6 separate regions of the Mus musculus genome follow, and regions 1, 2, 3, 4 and 6 are each linked to region 5. The links are chromatin contacts, called in public HiCAR-type, HiChIP or PLAC-seq and promoter capture Hi-C maps. All regions are on one chromosome and are shown on one strand. The core of a region is the stretch at or near the end of the contact, and the rest is flanking DNA. Distances in the headings are between cores, read along the strand shown.

What was found. Promoter capture Hi-C pulls out the DNA fragments that hold promoters and counts their contacts. HiCAR-type assays count read pairs that join an accessible place to other places. HiChIP or PLAC-seq counts read pairs in DNA pulled down with a chosen protein or histone mark.
Region 1: an H3K27ac HiChIP or PLAC-seq map of microglia shows a contact between it and region 5, with 6 times the contacts expected there. The contact joins the promoter of Slc39a4 here to the promoter of Puf60 in region 5. A contact is called at or near these places in 2 of 39 promoter capture datasets (erythroid cells and liver), 1 of 484 Hi-C or Micro-C datasets (forebrain), 4 of 115 datasets of contacts at active chromatin or transcription factors (bone marrow-derived macrophages, microglia, pancreatic cancer cells and 1 more) and 1 of 9 other capture datasets (macrophages).
Region 2: a HiCAR-type map of astrocytes shows a contact between it and region 5, with 2.2 times the contacts expected there. The contact joins the promoter of Arhgap39 here to the promoter of Puf60 in region 5. A contact is called at or near these places in 1 of 39 promoter capture datasets (erythroid cells) and 1 of 115 datasets of contacts at active chromatin or transcription factors (astrocytes).
Region 3: a contact with region 5 is called in a promoter capture Hi-C map of liver, with 2.6 times the contacts expected there. The contact joins the promoter of Gpt here to the promoter of Puf60 in region 5. A contact is called at or near these places in 2 of 39 promoter capture datasets (liver and neutrophils), 2 of 484 Hi-C or Micro-C datasets (embryonic stem cells and regulatory T cells), 2 of 115 datasets of contacts at active chromatin or transcription factors (embryonic stem cells and pancreatic cancer cells) and 1 of 9 other capture datasets (pancreatic islet).
Region 4: a contact with region 5 is called in an H3K4me3 HiChIP or PLAC-seq map of the SCID.adh cell line, with 10 read pairs. The contact joins the promoter of Ppp1r16a here to the promoter of Puf60 in region 5. A contact is called at or near these places in 1 of 115 datasets of contacts at active chromatin or transcription factors (the SCID.adh cell line) and 2 of 9 other capture datasets (liver and pancreatic islet).
Region 6: an H3K27ac HiChIP or PLAC-seq map of embryonic stem cells shows a contact between it and region 5, with 2.3 times the contacts expected there. The contact joins the promoter of Tonsl here to the promoter of Puf60 in region 5. A contact is called at or near these places in 2 of 484 Hi-C or Micro-C datasets (forebrain and neutrophils), 2 of 115 datasets of contacts at active chromatin or transcription factors (embryonic stem cells and thymic regulatory T cells) and 1 of 9 other capture datasets (liver).

Annotation. Positions count from the first base shown.
Region 1 is chr15:76,615,361-76,618,130 of GRCm38.p6, forward strand. Slc39a4 (solute carrier family 39 (zinc transporter), member 4) reads right to left here and starts at 1,510. Exons shown (of 12, transcript NM_028064.3): 1 at 1,213-1,510; 2 at 515-799. The coding sequence starts at 1,401.
Region 2 is chr15:76,816,823-76,819,522 of GRCm38.p6, forward strand. It overlaps Arhgap39 (Rho GTPase activating protein 39), which reads right to left and starts at 1,344. Exons shown (of 12, transcript NM_001168288.2): 1 at 1,170-1,344.
Region 3 is chr15:76,695,321-76,698,020 of GRCm38.p6, forward strand. Gpt (glutamic pyruvic transaminase, soluble) reads left to right here and starts at 1,406. Exons shown (of 11, transcript NM_182805.3): 1 at 1,406-1,699; 2 at 1,839-1,928; 3 at 2,002-2,110; 4 at 2,222-2,355; 5 at 2,520-2,700. The coding sequence starts at 1,538.
Region 4 is chr15:76,670,265-76,672,964 of GRCm38.p6, forward strand. Ppp1r16a (protein phosphatase 1, regulatory subunit 16A) reads left to right here and starts at 1,379. Exons shown (of 12, transcript NM_001358933.1): 1 at 1,379-1,498. It also overlaps a transcript of Foxh1 not described here.
Region 5 is chr15:76,079,433-76,082,226 of GRCm38.p6, forward strand. It overlaps Puf60 (poly-U binding splicing factor 60), which reads right to left and starts at 1,514. Exons shown (of 12, transcript NM_028364.2): 1 at 1,418-1,514. The coding sequence starts at 1,441.
Region 6 is chr15:76,638,631-76,641,330 of GRCm38.p6, forward strand. It overlaps Tonsl (tonsoku-like, DNA repair protein), which reads right to left and starts at 1,299. Exons shown (of 26, transcript NM_183091.3): 1 at 1,224-1,299; 2 at 1,048-1,143; 3 at 818-960; 4 at 210-393. The coding sequence starts at 1,248.

The DNA of each region.
Region 1 (2,770 bases), core at 260-2,759, 540 kb after region 5:
CTCTCTCTCTCTCTCTCTCTCTCTCTCTCTTTCTTTCTTTCTTTCGAGACAGGGTTTCTCTGTATAGCCCTGGCTGTCCTGAACTCACTTTGTAGACCAGGCTGGCCTTGAACTCAGAAATCCATCTGCCTCTGCCTCCCCAGTGCTGGGATTAAAGGCGTGTTCCACCACTGCCCGGCTCCAACCTCCTCAAGTTACTTCCCAGATTTCACAGAAGACATCAGCCTATGTCCCTAAACCAGCTACCTATACCATAAACCTAGGCTGCCCCAGCTAGTCACACCCTTCACTGTGGCCTATGACCTTGGCCCCAGAGCTCTCCTGACTGTCATTTCCCCCAAAGGGTTCCCCCAGACTCCCGCAGACCCCGTTCTACCAACTGTGCACAAGACTGATTCCCACCTAAGTACCTCCAATGAGGCTGCACGTGGGACATCTCCCTTGTTGGGGCAGCCTCCCTTCCATGGCACTAAGGTCCTTGTCATTATCCCCCAAAAGCTGTCTGGGCCCTCACCTTCTCCCCGGTGGGTTGGCTGGCAGCATGGGCCTCAATCTTCTGCAGTAGCTGGCTCAGACCCAGGGTCATGGCCTCTGGACTCTCCAGTGTGGCCAGGTAATCGTCCACATGGGAGGCCAAGAGGCCAGCTTGGATGTCCTTGCATGTTTTCTCTGGGTTGTTAAGGTAGAGGGCAGCAGCAGCACTAAGGTAAATAATGTGTCTGGACTCCAGGACTGATTCTGGGGCAGGCTGTGGCTTGTCAGGTTTGCCTAGAGCCAAGACATTCTCCACAGACAGACACTGTGGGCAAACAGACAGGATCTGAGCTAGACTAAGCCTACCAGGCATAGCCTACAGGCATGGATTCTATCAGCTATCTTATGTCATGTTCTGCCCCTTGTAGTTAGCTTGACTAGGAGCCTACACAAAGGGGTCCCCAGCAATTACTCCCCCATCCTGAAGGTGAGAGTGGTCACTGTGAGTCACCACAAATTTGATAGCCTGGGGGAATGGAGCTGTGTGTCCCAGGATGGAGGCCCAGGCCTGTATAAGCCCCCCAGAAACGGAAGGGAGGCTCCAGCCTGCCAGCAGGTGCAGACACCAGCCTCCAGACCCGCCTCCTGGAGTTTGCCCAGATCTCTTTAGTGCCTGCCACAGGGTGGAGCGGGCAGGAAGGGGCCGGGGCTGGGGGACCCATCGGGTGGGGGTGTTACCTTTTCACACGGCCCGTCGGTGCAGTGCACACGGGCCACCAGCGTATTTAACAGGCCGTCCAGTTCCAGGCGATCCAGAGCACCCTGGCCCAAGGCGAGCAGGCTGAGCAGGTTCCTGGGCCGGGCCACTGCCACTGTGCCCACCAGCAGAGCCAACACAAGTCCCTGTGTGACCGACTTTGGGAGCATCACGCCTCAGGCCCCCAAAAGCGTTCCTTGTAGAGGTGCTGACTTCTGGGCTAGCTGGAGACAGCTGGGACTGTCCGGGGCCAGACTGGAGCTGGGTTCAACTTGCCTTGGCCCTAGCTCCAAGACCTCTCCCAGATATTTCCTACAGGGCTCTGTGATTGGCTGCTGGGTTAGCCATTCCAGTGGCAGATCCTCCCCGAAAGCCTGGGGAGAAAGAGCTGGTGCCTCCTGGGGCTGGAGCTAAAGGTGGGTCCCTGTCCTTAGGTGGGCGGCTTGAACCTGTCACACCCTGAACTGCCAGTCAGGGCTTCCTCTGTTCCCTGAAGAGCCCAGATCACCCTCGCCTGTTACCTTGCCACTGGACCAGAAGCTAGGGGGATTAAAGGTTTGAGCGCGTAGATGTTATCAAGTCAAACATGGGCGTTCTATTTGACATTTTCAGGAGAGCTCTTAGGCTTCCCTCCACCCTTCACCAGCTGCCTCTCAGCCCAAGCAGCTTAGACAAATTCCAAATCTTGTAGCCTGGGTGAGGGTGGGGGTGCTGCTCTTGGCTCCTGAGCTAAGGCCGCTGGGTCCAATATGGGCTACAATGGGAGATTTCTGCAGGGTACTTGCTGCGTCATGCTCCCCCACCCCCAGCCCTCGGGGAAAATCCCCAGGAAATGGCTAAAGCCCCAACCTAGACAAACAGGAAACAAAGATGTGACTTTGGTCCTAGCCAACTTTTGGGGCTTGGAAGAGTTCGAGTTGAGCAGTAGGAGTTTGAGGCCCTGTTGTGAGCGCTAAAGCCTGAGCATAAGAAGAAGGAGGTAGGGCTGGGGCCCCCAGCTGTGCCCCTCCCCCATTGAGCCTTCCAGCCTTTGACCCCTGAGCCTTATCTCTATCCAGGTGGCAGGCTGAAGGAGGGGTTGGAATCTCCAGGAACTGACAATTCCCGGGTCACAAGGCATTTTGGCCTTCTGGAAGAGGGCTTTGGGTAGCCCCAGAGGCACTGTGGCCTTCTTCCACTCAAGTTCACACCAGTCCTGACCCTAGCCCTCTGGGGTGTGGCTGAGTATGAACCTAATGCCTAACGAACTCTGTCCCCTAGTATTCTGGAGGGTAGGGCAGGGTGGAGAAAGAATCTAGCTGAGTATCCTTGAGCTCACGGGTCAACTGCTTCAGACCTGTTCCGAACATACACATGTCAATGTTTCTTATGGCTAGCATCCTTGCAATGCAGCATCCTTGCTGGTCCTATGGAAGAACTATGACTGGGAACTGGGAGAGCCAACCTGAGAGCATTCCCTACATGGAGCTCTGAAGATGCCATATACCCAAACTGCCTTTCTTATTTCTTTTCATTGCTGGGCAGCTGAGAGCTAAGACT
Region 2 (2,700 bases), core at 94-2,593, 740 kb after region 5:
GCACTCAGAATCCCTTGAAGACTGGCTTTCCGGACTATCCAGTCACACCTCTCCTTCTAATTCCCTTCCCCCCACGTTCGTTGTAAAAAGGGGAGCAGGGACAAAACCACCTGCTGTTTACAGACTGCGCCCAGGACGCAGTGCTCAATTGCCCTCCCTAGCTCCCAAAGACAAACGTCCGTATTGTCTGCACCACGGGAGGAACTGAAGCCTTGCAACTGTACGTTTTTCTGCAGAGGTCACTGGAGGCCTGGCCAACCCGAACAACACTGAAGGGGGAGGGGGTCCAGCCGCATTTTTGCGGCTGAAGGTTGCGTAGCGCCCACAGCAGCTGCGGTGAGCAGCAGCATGGAACACACCCACAGCTGCCGCGCCCGAAGCGGGCAGCACGTTTTAAAATAAAGACAGCCTGCCTGGCCCGGGATGCACAGCCTGCCGGCTCGCAGCCCCCACCCACCCCACGCCTGCCAAACAGCAGGCGCCCAGGGAGTTCCAAGTCTGAAAGGCCGGGGAGAGGACCACCCGAGCCTGCCGCAGAGGCCCTGCCGCGAAGCCAGGGCGCACCACGCGCAAGCAAGCCACGACCCGACCCAGAGACGCCCACCGACTGCCGGGCATCGCGGACAAAGCCTAGCCCGCAAGATCCTCGTTCGGCAAGCACTATCTCTCACCACCCCCAAACGGACCGGAGCCCAGTGCACAGAAAGGGCACAAGCACACCACCGGCTCTGGGCCTGGACACAGAACGCACGCACACCTGTCCTCGGGCTGACTACACACACCTGTCTGCAGGCCGGGCACCCTCACATCTCACACCCACCATCAGGTCCACCCCAACCCCAACCACCTCAAGCAAAGGGCTCGCACACAACTATCTTGGCCAGGGACACACACGCACTCACGCCCATCCAAAGGCCGGGCACGCGTGCAGACCATGGCACCCTCACACCCACCACCCTCGGGCCCCTGCTCTTACGCAAACCCGCCTTCACACTCCCTGGCCCTTGGCCGCGGCGTCCTCCTGCGGACCCTCCCCTACCGGGTCACCTGGGGCCCCGATTTCTAGCACGACTGGACTGGGGGGCCTCCGCCTGGGCCAGGCCGTGGGGCCGCAGCGAGGCCTCTCCGCCATCTTCCCGGCCCGCGCCGCCCACCTCCCGCGCTCTCACCAGCCGGCCCTGCGCCCGGAGCGCCGCCACTGCCCCTCATCACCGACCGCACGCTGCGCCCCAGCTCCCGGCGGCTCCCGGCCGCCGTCGCCGCCGCAGCCAGCGCTTCACGTCCTGGGTCTCCGCCGCTGGTCCAGTGCGCTGCGGCCGCGCGTCCCCCGTCACCAAGCGCAACCCCCCGCCTCCGACTCCGCCCCCGCGAGGATGGTGGCGCCGCCAGGGGGCGCCGCCCGCGAGGCTGCAATGCGCCTGCGCCACCGCGCAGCCCCTCGGGAGCTCCGAGGGAGCCTTGCCTCTGTCGGAGGCCCCGCCCCCGATGCCGCGCTAGCCGGCCGTTCCGCTCTCACCTGTACCCGCCCACTTCTGGAGGTCTGGGTCACCTCAGGTGTGTCCTAACGTGGGTGTGGCGTGACTCTATTAGTTCTAGCCCTGCTGGGGTTCCTAAGCTTGAGATATACCTCTTCCTTGACTCTGGAAAGGTAGCTATTGTCTAAAATACTCTGCGTATTCCATGTTTGTAACTTCCCTTTATTATTTTCCTCCTTTTATTTCCTTGACTATTCTCGTAGTAACTCAGGCACAGCTTTAAATGTGCTCTCTTTTCTATTTTTTTTTTTTTTTTTGTAATGTGTATTGTGTGTGAAGCATGTGCACGCACGTGCCAACAGTGTCCGTGTGGAAATCGGAGGACAACTCCTTTCACCATGGGTTCTAATGACGGAACTCGCATCATCAGGCTTGCACAGAGAGCACCTCTACCCACTCCATGGCCCTTTTAACTTCTTATTAATTTTTTTTAAGAGAGAGAATTTCAGATGGCCCAGGCTGACCTTCAACTTCCCTATGTAGCGAAGGATGACTTTGAAACTCTAATCCCGTCTTCATCTCTCTTGTGCGAGGATTACAGGCACCATATCCGGTTTACACAGCTGAGGAGGTGAAACCCATTCTAGGAAAGCCCTTTACCTACTGAGCTACATCCTCAGCTGCCATTTGGGTTTTTTGTATTTGACGAGCTCTTGCTCTGTGTACCCGGGCTGGCCTCAAACTTAAAATCCGTCTTTAACACATTACAAGTGCGTTTGTCACCCTCCCAGACTTCGGAATATTCAGTGTTGTTGTTGTTGTTTTTGTTTGTTCATGTTTTCGTTTTTTGAGACAGGTTTCTCTGTGTAGCCCCGGCTGTCCTGTAACTCGATCAGTAGACCAGACTAGCCTCAAACTCAGAGCTATCTACCTGCCTCACTTTGCTAGTGCTGAAATTAAAGACGTGGGCCATTACTGCCCGACACCAGTTCTTTACTTTAAAAAGAAAAACACACACACACACACACAAAAAAAAAACCAAACTTTTTTTTTACCTTGGCTTGACAATTAAGAGTAAATACTGCTCTTCCTGAGGATTCAAGTTCAATTCCCAGCATCCATGTCAGGTGACTCAAAACCACCTATAATGCCTGACAGAGGTGGCACATGCCTTTAATCCCAGCACTTGGGAGGCAGAGGCAGGCGGATTTCTGAGTTCAAGGCC
Region 3 (2,700 bases), core at 156-2,655, 620 kb after region 5:
AAGCCCTGATCCTGGGGCATGTCTGCCAGCTTCCGCCTGTGCTGGTATAGGTGACAAGCAGTTGGCCACTTGGGCTGTGCTGGCTAGGGACAGTGTATCAGAATGAGAGGGGCCCTTTAGGGGCCTCAAGCTAGAGGGAAGAAGGCAATTCTAGATCATGACCGTTGCATTTGTATTTGCATGGCCATCTCTACGAGGTCACATGGGCACTGACCTGGTCAGCCTGGTGTCCATCCTCAGGGCCTGTCCTTCCTCTAGCACCTGTGGTTGGAGGGTTAGTGTCCTTGGAAGGGCTTGGGGGAGGGTTGGTGATGACTGCTGGTTAAATTTAGAGTAGGGCTGTGCCGCCGCTGCCTGAAGTCCACCTGCTACCACTCCTACTTGGGCCCTGCTAGTAAGAGGCAGGCAGTGGCAGGTTCTGCCAGGGCCAAGCCTATATTAATCTGTGGTGTGTCCTGAGGGCCAGAGAAAGGCCACTGAGCTGGGAGGCTACTGTGGCATCAGAGCCAAGAGATCAGAGGTGAGTGTGTCCCCACTCCAGGGCCTCCAGGGACAGAGGGATTAAGGCTCACCTCATGCCTTCCTAGCTGCCTGCTGCCCAGCTTAGAAGTCATTCTCCCCAGCCCTTAGCCTGAGCCATGATGGGTCCAAGGGCTTAGATGACCAGGTGTTGAGCAAGTCTATAAGCTTTCTAGAAGGCCAGTGGGAGTGGGGTACTGTGGGCCTATCAGAGCTCACTTCCTGTTCTCTCTACCAATCAGGAGCAGCAGGGAAGGGGACTTAGTTACCCTTGGCCTGGGTTGTCGACCTAAGGGCACCCTCAAGCTGATGTGTATTGAAAGGGCATGAGGGCAGTCCAGGGTGAGGTGTGTCCAGAACTAGCTGTCCCGTCTCCAGTCTCTTCCCCTCCCCCTAAACCCTTGCAGTGGCTCATCAGAGACCAAGGTCCAAGCATAGCACTCTGTCAGTCCCCATGGAACCCAGAGACTACACATCTTTCTCCCTTCCCCCAGTGCTCCCCAGATTCCCAAGGCCTGGCTTAGTTACCTAGGAGACAAGTCCACTTGCTTAAAGTAAAGATGGAGTGTGTATCAGGTCTGAGGCCTAGGCTTCAGCTGGGCCTTGCTAGGGTAAATCTCCAGTAGTCCCTGGTTCTGTTCTTAATAGGCTGAGATGCTCAGTGCTCTCTTCTCCCAGTTTCCAGTGTGTCAAGTATTGAACCATCCGTCTGTCCCTACTCCCCAAGTGGGTCTCTTGCTCCCTCGTGGGGACACTAGGCGGCACTGGGCCTCGCCCCAAGCCCCGCCTGCTGCCTTACCAACTCCCTCTGGCACCCTGGGGCAGATCTGTGCCCAGCCTGATGGGGCGGGGCCCAGGGTGCTCCAGTTCCTTCAGCCTTTTCTGCCCCTTTCAGTAGGGCCAGAAGGCTGCCGTGGAGAGGGTGGTGCCTTACCTCACGCAGACTCCCCATTCCCAGCCCTGCTCCCCAACTGGACCCTTCTTCTTGAGCCAGCATTCTTGCCTGCTTTGAGCAGCCATGGCCTCACAAAGGAATGACCGGATCCAGGCTTCAAGGAATGGACTGAAGGGGAAGGTGCTAACTCTGGATACCATGAACCCATGTGTGCGGAGGGTGGAGTATGCAGTCCGAGGCCCCATCGTGCAACGTGCCTTGGAGCTGGAGCAGGAGCTGCGCCAGGTATTGCCTTGGGCCACTTACTGCCCTTCTGCTAAACTTGGGCTGCTGAGCTCGTCCCCAGCACAGTGGAATGTGGGACAAAGGCAGTAGAGTAGGGTGGTGGTGTTCAATCTCCCTGCCCGCTTCCTTTCTTTCCCAGGGTGTGAAGAAGCCTTTTACTGAGGTTATCCGTGCCAATATTGGGGATGCACAAGCCATGGGGCAGAGACCCATCACCTTCTTCCGCCAGGTTAGGCTGCTGTACTACCTGTGGTTACTCCTCCTTCCCCAGCTGCTCTGGACTCAGTACTTGGTTCTTCCAGGTCCTGGCCCTCTGTGTCTACCCCAATCTTCTGAGCAGTCCGGACTTCCCAGAGGATGCCAAGAGAAGGGCAGAACGCATCTTGCAGGCATGCGGGGGCCACAGCCTGGGTGAGTGCGAGCTCTAGGTGGAGCCCAAGCCTTAAGGAGAGGCAGAGAGGGACGAGTCCCTTGGGAAGATTACAGGACTTGGCCCACCTCATTTAGCTTGTCCCCTTTCAGGTGCCTATAGCATTAGCTCTGGAATCCAGCCGATTCGGGAGGATGTGGCGCAATATATTGAGAGGAGAGACGGAGGCATCCCTGCAGACCCGAACAACATATTTCTGTCCACAGGGGCCAGCGATGCCATCGTGGTAGGGTAGCCCAGGGCAGGGCAGGTCAAATCGGAGTAGCCCTATGTGTGAGGCTAGATGGGGCTGAGTCTGGTGCAGCAGCGTCAGCACAGGGCGGTGGTGGGGGCGGGGTGGGGTGTACAACTCTGGTTGCACTAACGCTGGGCTCCCTATCCGGCCTACAGACCATGCTCAAGCTGCTGGTAGCCGGCGAGGGCCGTGCGCGAACCGGTGTACTCATTCCCATTCCTCAGTACCCACTGTACTCAGCTGCGCTGGCTGAGCTGGACGCCGTGCAAGTGGACTACTACCTGGACGAAGAGCGCGCCTGGGCTCTTGACATCGCTGAGCTGCGGCGCGCTCTGT
Region 4 (2,700 bases), core at 129-2,628, 590 kb after region 5:
CCTGCCGGGCAGTGGTGGCGCACGCCTTTAATCCCAGCACTAGGGAGGCAGAGGCAGGCGGATTTCTAAGTTTGAGGCCAGCCTGGTCTACAAAGTGAGTTCCAGGACAGCCAGGGCTATACAGAGAAGCCCTGTCTCAAAAAAACAAACAAAAAAAAAAAAAAAAAGAAAAAAGAAAAAACAATAACAAACAAAAAAGTCAAGCCTTAGGTGGGGAGTCTGCTCAGGACTTGATGGGGGTGGGGATACAGATTGACAGACCTTCTGGACCAAAAAGGGAATAGAGTCTGTCCTCAGGAACAAGAGGAGGATACAGAGACTTAAGTGATCTTCCCATGAGTATGTTGTAGGTGCCCATATAGGCATGGCCATCTAATTGGTGGCTCTATTCTTGGGCTCAGTCACCATCTATGTTCTAAGTTCTCCTGGCTACTACAATGGGCAGCTTTGCATTGAGGGTCTGATTAGAGCGCTGATGGCAGAGGTTGGTGTCAGAGCCAACAATCCAAGACCTTCATGAGCACTAAAAGCTTTTGAGAATTCACCTTTTCCTGTGAAGCCCCTCCCCATTGTACCATCAACAGGACAGAGACCCTGGCAGGTGCCAAGGAAGGTACAGTCATGAGTGGAGGAGGGAATGGGGACACACAAGGAGGATGAGCACAGTGGGACTTCACTTCCTCTGACAGTTCTGCCCCTGGCTGGGTTGTGATCTTATCTCAGATTCTTCTTTTAGCTCTCATCTGTCTCCCCTCCCCACCCCCAATCCTATCACCTCCTGCCCCTCTGCTTTTCGTCCTCAGAGCTCTAGCTGAGAGTTCCTGTGTCTCACCTGTCAAATATCCCTATGGCCTCAGACCTATTCACTAAAGAAGACATTCTCTCCTGCAAGTCTGAGGTCTCCCTTTCCACTGGTCCTTCCTTGGTTCCAGTTAAAGCCTGGCTCCTTGAACTGACATTCAAGGCTCCTCATCGGGACTGCTTCTCCCTGATCACAGTGTCCCAGGGTCCAACCATCACCCAAACTGCTGCCCATCCTCTTTCGAGCAACGAGGGACTCCTACCCTTTAATCAAAGGATAGGATAAATAAAGATCACCCTTCCGGGAACACCTGAACATTTGCCCTTCCCGCCCTACCCCGGACATCAGGGTGTTAGTACCACAGAATAGAGCACGGGAATTAAAAAAAAAAAAAAAATCTTCCACAGTATCAACCAATCAGCTACCGGAGCTGACCCCGCCCCTGTCAATCTACAGTGGATGACTCTGTCCCTGGAGGACGCTCCTTAGGCCCCGCCCTCGCAAAACGACTCAGCCCAGCCTTCCCGCCCAGCCTTCCCGCCCAGCACCGCGGCTTCCGCTCGGGACACCTCGGGCCGGAAGTGTCGCGTTGCCATGGCGAGGATGGGCGCGGGGCCCGCCCCCGTGGCGCCTGGAGCAGCGCCGGGCTCCAGGGTCGGCCGGGCCGGGTTCAGGGAGCGGCCAGGGAGGTTCCAGGTGAGAAGGCCGGCGATTGTGAGTGAGGGTCGGGTCTATCTGGGGACGCGGGGGAGGCCCAGCACGGCTGGGCGGGGCATAGCGGGTGAGCCAGCGCCGGTTCTTCTGCGGCCCGGTGCTGGCCCGGCAATGGAGCGGGTCGTGAGGGGCCTGCAGAAGGGGCGCCAGCGAGGCGGCCAGCGGAGGGTGGGTTTTTGTTGTTGTTAGTTTTTGTTTTTGTTTTTGTGAAACCTATCAGTGAAGGAAGTTCTTGCAACCTGTTGGTCGGGCAAATCCATCGACAGTCTTCATTCTGACCTTAGGACCGCGAAGGGACTTTCCTGTGCTTCATGTGGGCTTTGGTGTTCAGTCAAAGCACACTCTAGAGCCTCTTACGGCTTCAAGTGCCCCTTTTCTGGAGGCTGTGCCTCCTGGATTGTGGTTGGGAGAGGAATGTAAATGAGCTTGTGAAAACTGTTTGGGCTCCTTTGGGTTCCTGACGGAACCAGTGCTAGAGGCTAGAGACAAGGAGGATTAATTATTACGGGTGCAGAAGAGAAGTGTGTATTGGCTTGGGAGGTAGAGCAAAGTTAGCTGACTCCTGACTGCTCCACTTTTCTTCCATATCCTTACTTGGGTGGTGAAGGTAGAGGCGAGAGGGCAGACCTCAGTGAGCCCTCTTGGGTGTCTTTGCTCCCTAGGTCTTCCCTTATAGGATTGGGGTTTTCTTTGGAGGCTTTGTCTTGCTTTAAACACCCTGGCTCTTTAGAAGGCCACCTGATTCACTTCATGGAAACCAAAGCTGCCACTAGCTCAGCATGAGAGCCGGTTGGGTTGAGGGACTGGAGGCCTAATGAGACCTGCCCTAACCCGCTGGCTTCATGTTGTCATGGTGATGGGACTTTCAGGTCTCTCAAGGGCTGCTAGTCTGCCTCTGTTGCTAGTTTTTGCCCAAGGAGGTTTTTTTTGGGGGGGGGGGGCGGGAGGCGGGGAGGGTTTTCCTCTCCTAAGGCCTGGTTTGACTTCCTTCCCTGTTGGCTCAGGCCTTCCTATTCCCCGCCTCTTTTTTTTTTTTTTTAAGGAATAATTCTTTTAAGTATTATTTATTTATTTATCGTTTTGGGGTGGGTACATGCCATGATCCACGTGTAAGTGGTTAGAGGATATCTTTGTGGATCTCCTGGAACTGTCATTTTGTAGTTGTGAGCCACCCTGTGGTTACT
Region 5 (2,794 bases), core at 264-2,763:
CAGGTCCCTTCACAGGGTGTAGTGCTACTTCCTGGGTAGCCAGGCTTGTACTGAGCACTGTGGATGCAGCAAAACAAGAGAAAGAGAGAGAGAGAGAGAGAGAGAGAGAGAGACAATTCTCGGGGGCCTTGTGGTCAAATGCTGGCAAAGACGGCTTCAGTGGTGAGACTTACTGCTCGAGACCATCTCAATAATGACACTATCTGTCTAGCATCGCGCTAACCTTTCAGTCTGCATGAACAACAGGGGCTACCCAGAAATGAGGCATCCACTCTCCTCCAGTGCTGTTTAAAGTATTTTATACTCTGCCCTCACCCTTTCTTCTATCATCTGACAGCCACCTAAGGGCAGTCATCAACTCCTCAACTCTCTGGTTGTCTTTCCGAAAAGACCATTTACACCAATAGCGTCAAGCAGCGGAAGCAGGAATTTTTTTTTTTTTCTTTTGAAGTTAGCCCTGATGTGAGCAAGACATACTAGATCCACCCCTCACAAGCTGGAGCAAGTGCCCCTCTCCCATTATGAAGGTGCAGTTCCCAGCTAAGGCTGAGGAATGGCAGCCTGTGTGTACTCTACTCGACCCTACCCTACGGCTGGCCTCCAGGCACCTAGGGCTTAAGTGGTCTCAGCCCTTGCTTCATCCCCTCTGAGTGAGGGTGGCGGCTAACAAAAGTCTGGATTGCAGTGGGGTTAGGTCCAAGAGATAAATAGTCCCTGAAGGAACTCCTGGTGGTAGCCATTCAAGGAACATTCCCGACTGACTAGGGCAGAACCAAGTTCAGCCCTTGGAGCGTCCAGCCCAAGACAAGGGGGTTAGCAAAGTCTTATGATGCCCACCCGGACCAGTGACCGAGGCAGGCACCGGCTGTCGGGTTCCCCACAGAGGCAGTGACAGAATGGCTGTTTGAAAGGTGTGGAGGGGAATGGGGGTTGGGAGAGATGCTCTTCCCCTCCTGCGTGTTAACGGAACGGGAAACCCTCGTCTCTGCACCATGGCGCAGAGCAAATGCTAACGGGTCCGCCCCTTCCGCGTCCCCAACACGGGGCGTAGCCGCGCGGGTCTGGAGCAGGCACCAGGACACCCTAATGCCACCGGACGCCTAGACAGTTGTCGCCCAGTCTCGGCAGACAGGACCGCCCCGCGGGGATCCAGCAGGGCAGCTCCGCGGCCGGCCCACCCCGCCCAGCTGCCGGAAACTGGAGTCCTCGAGCCGGAAGCTGCAGTCGAGCCCCAGCCGTGGCCGCAGCCGCGCGCTCCCGCTCCGCCTCCGCCCCGCGTGCCGGGGACCACGGTAAAGTCCGTACGAGGTCCGGGTCGGGCCGCTGCGCACCCAGGGTCCCCTCCGCACCCTGTCCCAGCCGACGACTCACTCCTCCGAGCTGAGGGCCGCCCCCTGGCCGCGAGGGACTCACTTACGAGAGCTATAGTCGCCGTCGCCATCTTGCGTCCGTCGCGGCCGCCGCGCGCGCCACAAGCATCAGCTCCCTCCGCAGTCTCGCGCGATCTGGGCGTCGGACGCGGAAATCTCGCGACGTACGGCATAGCTACGAGAGCGGAGACCGAAACGCATTTCCGGGGCGGAGCAGGCCGTTAATGTACCGGAGGAGGACGGGGCGGGCCGGGGTTTTGGAGTGGCGACCCGGAGAGCCCTCCCCTGGTCGGGGGGGGGGGGGGTCGACATTTTTGAGTCAGTTCCGTCTGCCTCTTTTCCTACCACCCTATTTTAGTTGAGTCCACTCGCTGAAAGCTCGTAGACTGCGGAGACAGAAGACAAAAAGACTGATGCATCGTCCTTTGCATTGTCCATCTAAAGTCAGGAATCCTCATTCATTTTGAAATATGGTCTCTTTCCTAGTGAGAAAATAGCCGTTGACACGAAGATGGCCCCCAAAAGATGGCTCCCCAGCCTGTCCTGTGGTTATTGTCCTGTGGGCATAAATGTGTACGTTAGTCCCCAAGTCCTGAGCTATGTGTAAATATGTAGTTCATCTGGGCTTTGTGGCCGTAAGGCTGCCTGCAAGGCACCAACCACATCTGTAAGCTCAGGCACCTTCAAACTCCACCGGATAGCCATTCTCGTTTTCCACCCCTCGGGTTTTCAGACTTTAATATAGAGATCTTTAGCAAAACATGGCAGAATATTTTCCTCCCCCTCGGTACCCCCTTTAAACAGGAAAAAGCTCTACTGAAAGCAAACCTAAGTGGGCAGAGAAGTGGAATGCTGGGGAGCCAGGGGAGGGCCTTAGCAGGCTGGTGTGTGATGCTTGTGTCTTGAATTCTCCGAAAATGTGCAGATAGTTTAAAAAAAAAAAAAAAAAAAGTAGGTGCCTCCAGACTTCTATCCCTAATACAGGTTACTAGTCGTTCTGGCTCTGCCAACAGTGCCTGGAGATTAGCTCCTCCTGGGAACGAAGCGCTGAGACCCAGCTTAGCATCTCACTCTTAAGCAAAAGTGGCCAGCCAGAATCACCAAGCAGAAGAGCATGAAAAGAAACCAAGACAACAAAGGAAATGGAAGATACCTAAAGATGTTGCATCCCCCAAACAAGAAAATAAAGATCATGAACTTAGATTTCCCCATTTAAAAAAGAGAAAAATTAAAACGGCCAGGTGTTGGTGGTGCACTCCTTTAATCCCAGCACTTGGGAGGCAGAGGCAGATTTCTGAGTTCGAGGCCAGCCTGGTCTACATAGTTCAGGACAGCCAGGGCTACACAGAGAAACTCTTGTCTGGAAAAACACCCCCCCCCCAAAAAAAAACAAAACAAAATCTGCAAATGAGCGATTCGATAAG
Region 6 (2,700 bases), core at 49-2,548, 560 kb after region 5:
TTGCCCCCACCCCCACCCCCAGGATATGGGGTTTTCAGGCACTCCTACCCTTTATCCCATCTCTTATTGAGTGAGCCAGGAGTCTGCTGCACGTAGAATATAGAGAAGGAGCAGGTGCCTGACAGGTTCAAGCCTGAAGAGCAACACAGGCCTTGGAAAGGGAGGGCCCAGAGGGAGCCTATGGGGAGAATCCAAGAAAGGGGACATACCCTCTAGTTTCTCATCCACAATAGCCAAGCTCTTCTCAAAGGCAGCTTGTGCCTGCAACAAGGAATCTCTTGATTGGCAGTGGTCATATATATCCAGATGGGTGCGGCCAATGGTGGCCCAGGCTCGCTGTAGTTCAGTGTGGTTGGACAGGGAACCAGCCAGATCCAGGTAGAGATGCTGGTGCTAATGTAGAAAGAAAAAGCATTTGACATGATCCGACTCCCAGCAACTCCAGCAGTCTGATACCAGAGGAAGCTACTCTTAGAAAAGAGACCCTTCTGTTTCCCAAATTTCGACAGAGTTGGGTATACCCATGTCCTATCTTTTCTATGCAAAGGACTGTCTATGGCAATGGCTGTTCTGCCCTGCAGCAGTGCTGTCATGGGAGACCACTAAGGGCTGCATGGAGTGTTGCTCTCAATAGCAGTGGGTCCTGAGCCTTCCTCATTCAGTTGTCACAAACCCATCCATTCCCCACCACCACCACCAAGAGGCAGGCAGCGCCCCAAGTAGACATAAGAAGGGTGTGACTGCCTGCCAAGTCAAAGGTCCCTGAATACTTATTTGCATACTAGCCCTCTCTCCTCAACAAGTGAAGGTCCTGTACCTTCAGAGCAGCAGAGTAATTCTCCATTTCAGCCAGCCGTTCTCCAATCTTGCGGTGGGCCACAGCGCAGCCTAGAGTGTCCTGGACGCTCTCTAGCAGATGTAGTTCCTGCTGGTGCTCCTCCAAAGCGTCCTTGAAGCGGCCTGCCGGAAGAGGGGCGTGTGCTCAAGGTGCGCCATCACCCAGCCAGTCCCCTGCCTCCAGCTAGTCCTCTCACCGCTCCGGCTCACCGTGGCTAGCCAGCAGCTCCCCCAGCTGGTGGCAGTAGGCCGCCTCCTCGCGCAGCTGTCCATTCCTCTGGGCCCTGGTCTTGGCCTTGCTCAGCTCTGCCGGAAGAGAGAATCGAGTCTAACCCAGGACCCGATCCACACCCTGCGTCCCGACATGCACTCCCCAAAATACTCACGGCGAAGCTCCTGTTCCAGGGTCATAGCCAGACAAGCCACCGCCGCCGCGAAAATCTGCACTTCCCGCGCTTCCCTGAGCCCACGCCCATTTTCTCACTCCACCCATAACACGCAAGGCCCACCCACTCTTCTGAGCGCATGCTTAACCCCGCCCCTTCGGTGGCCCAAGTGCGGTAGACTCCAGGCCTTCTGGGATTTGTAGTCCTACTGGCGCCATCAGGTGGCAGAAGGTCTGTTGGGTAGGATCTGGGCCTTCAAGGCTGCTGTCAGAGTACGGGCACCCAAGCAGGAAGTGCCCTTTCTGGTGAGTTACCAGGACTACAGACTGACCCTGCTCCCCTGAAATCTACCTGCCTTTTTTTTTTTTTTTTTTTTAGGATTAGACGGGCTTGGTGGCATACGCCTTTAATCCCAGCACTCAGGAGGCCAAGACAGGCAAATTTCTAAATTTGAGGCCATCCTGGTCTACAGAGCAAATTGCAAATTCCTGAAAAGCCAATGATGCACAGAGAGACAAAAAAAAAAAAAAAAAAAAAAAAAAAGGAGGGGGGTCTGGATAGATGGCTCAGTGGTTAAGAGCACCGACTGCTCTTCTGAAGGTCCTGAGTTCAGGTCCAAGCAACCACATGGTGGCTACAACCACCCGTGATGAGATCTGATGTGTGTGTGTCTGAAGACAGCTACAGTGTACTTGGATATAGTAAATAAATGAATCTTTAAGAAAAAAAGATTTTTTAAATTTCACGTATGTGTTTACCTATATATATATATGTGTGTGTGTGTGTGTGCACCTGCCGTGTGCCTAGTGTCTGAAGAGGCTGAAGAGGGCAACTTGAAGAGGAGTTACAGCTTGTTGTGAATCATCGTGTGGATGTTAGTTACCAAACTTAGGTCCTCTGCAAGTGTAGCTCTTAACTACCGAGCCAACTTTCCAGCTCCCAGCCTGCCTTTTTATTACAGGTATACTGTAGTGCTACCCCCATTTCCTCTAGACATTATTATTTTTAAAGATTTATTTATTTATTTATTTATTTATTGGTTTTTTTTTGAGACAGGATTTCTCTGTGTAGCCCTGGCTGTCCTGGAACTCACTCTGTAGACCAGGCTGTCCTTGAATTCAGAAATCTGCCTGCCTCTGCCTCCCAAGTGTTGGGATTGAAGGCACGCGCCACCACGGCCTGGCAGATTTATTTTTTATTCATATGAGTACACTATAGCTGTCTTCAGACACACAAGAGGGCATCAGACCCCATTACAGATGGTTGTGAGCCTTGCAGCCTCCCTGGGGACCAACGCCCTCATGGCCTCCTGGGAGCAGAACAGGGGCTACCCTGTTCCTCAGATGCATTTCTGCCCGTCTACCATTCTCTGGTTGCTGGGAATTGAACTCAGGACCTCTGGAAGAGAAGTCAGTGCTCTTAACCGCTGAGCCATCTCTCCAGCCCTCTTCTAGAAATTAAAGCACATATCACCTAT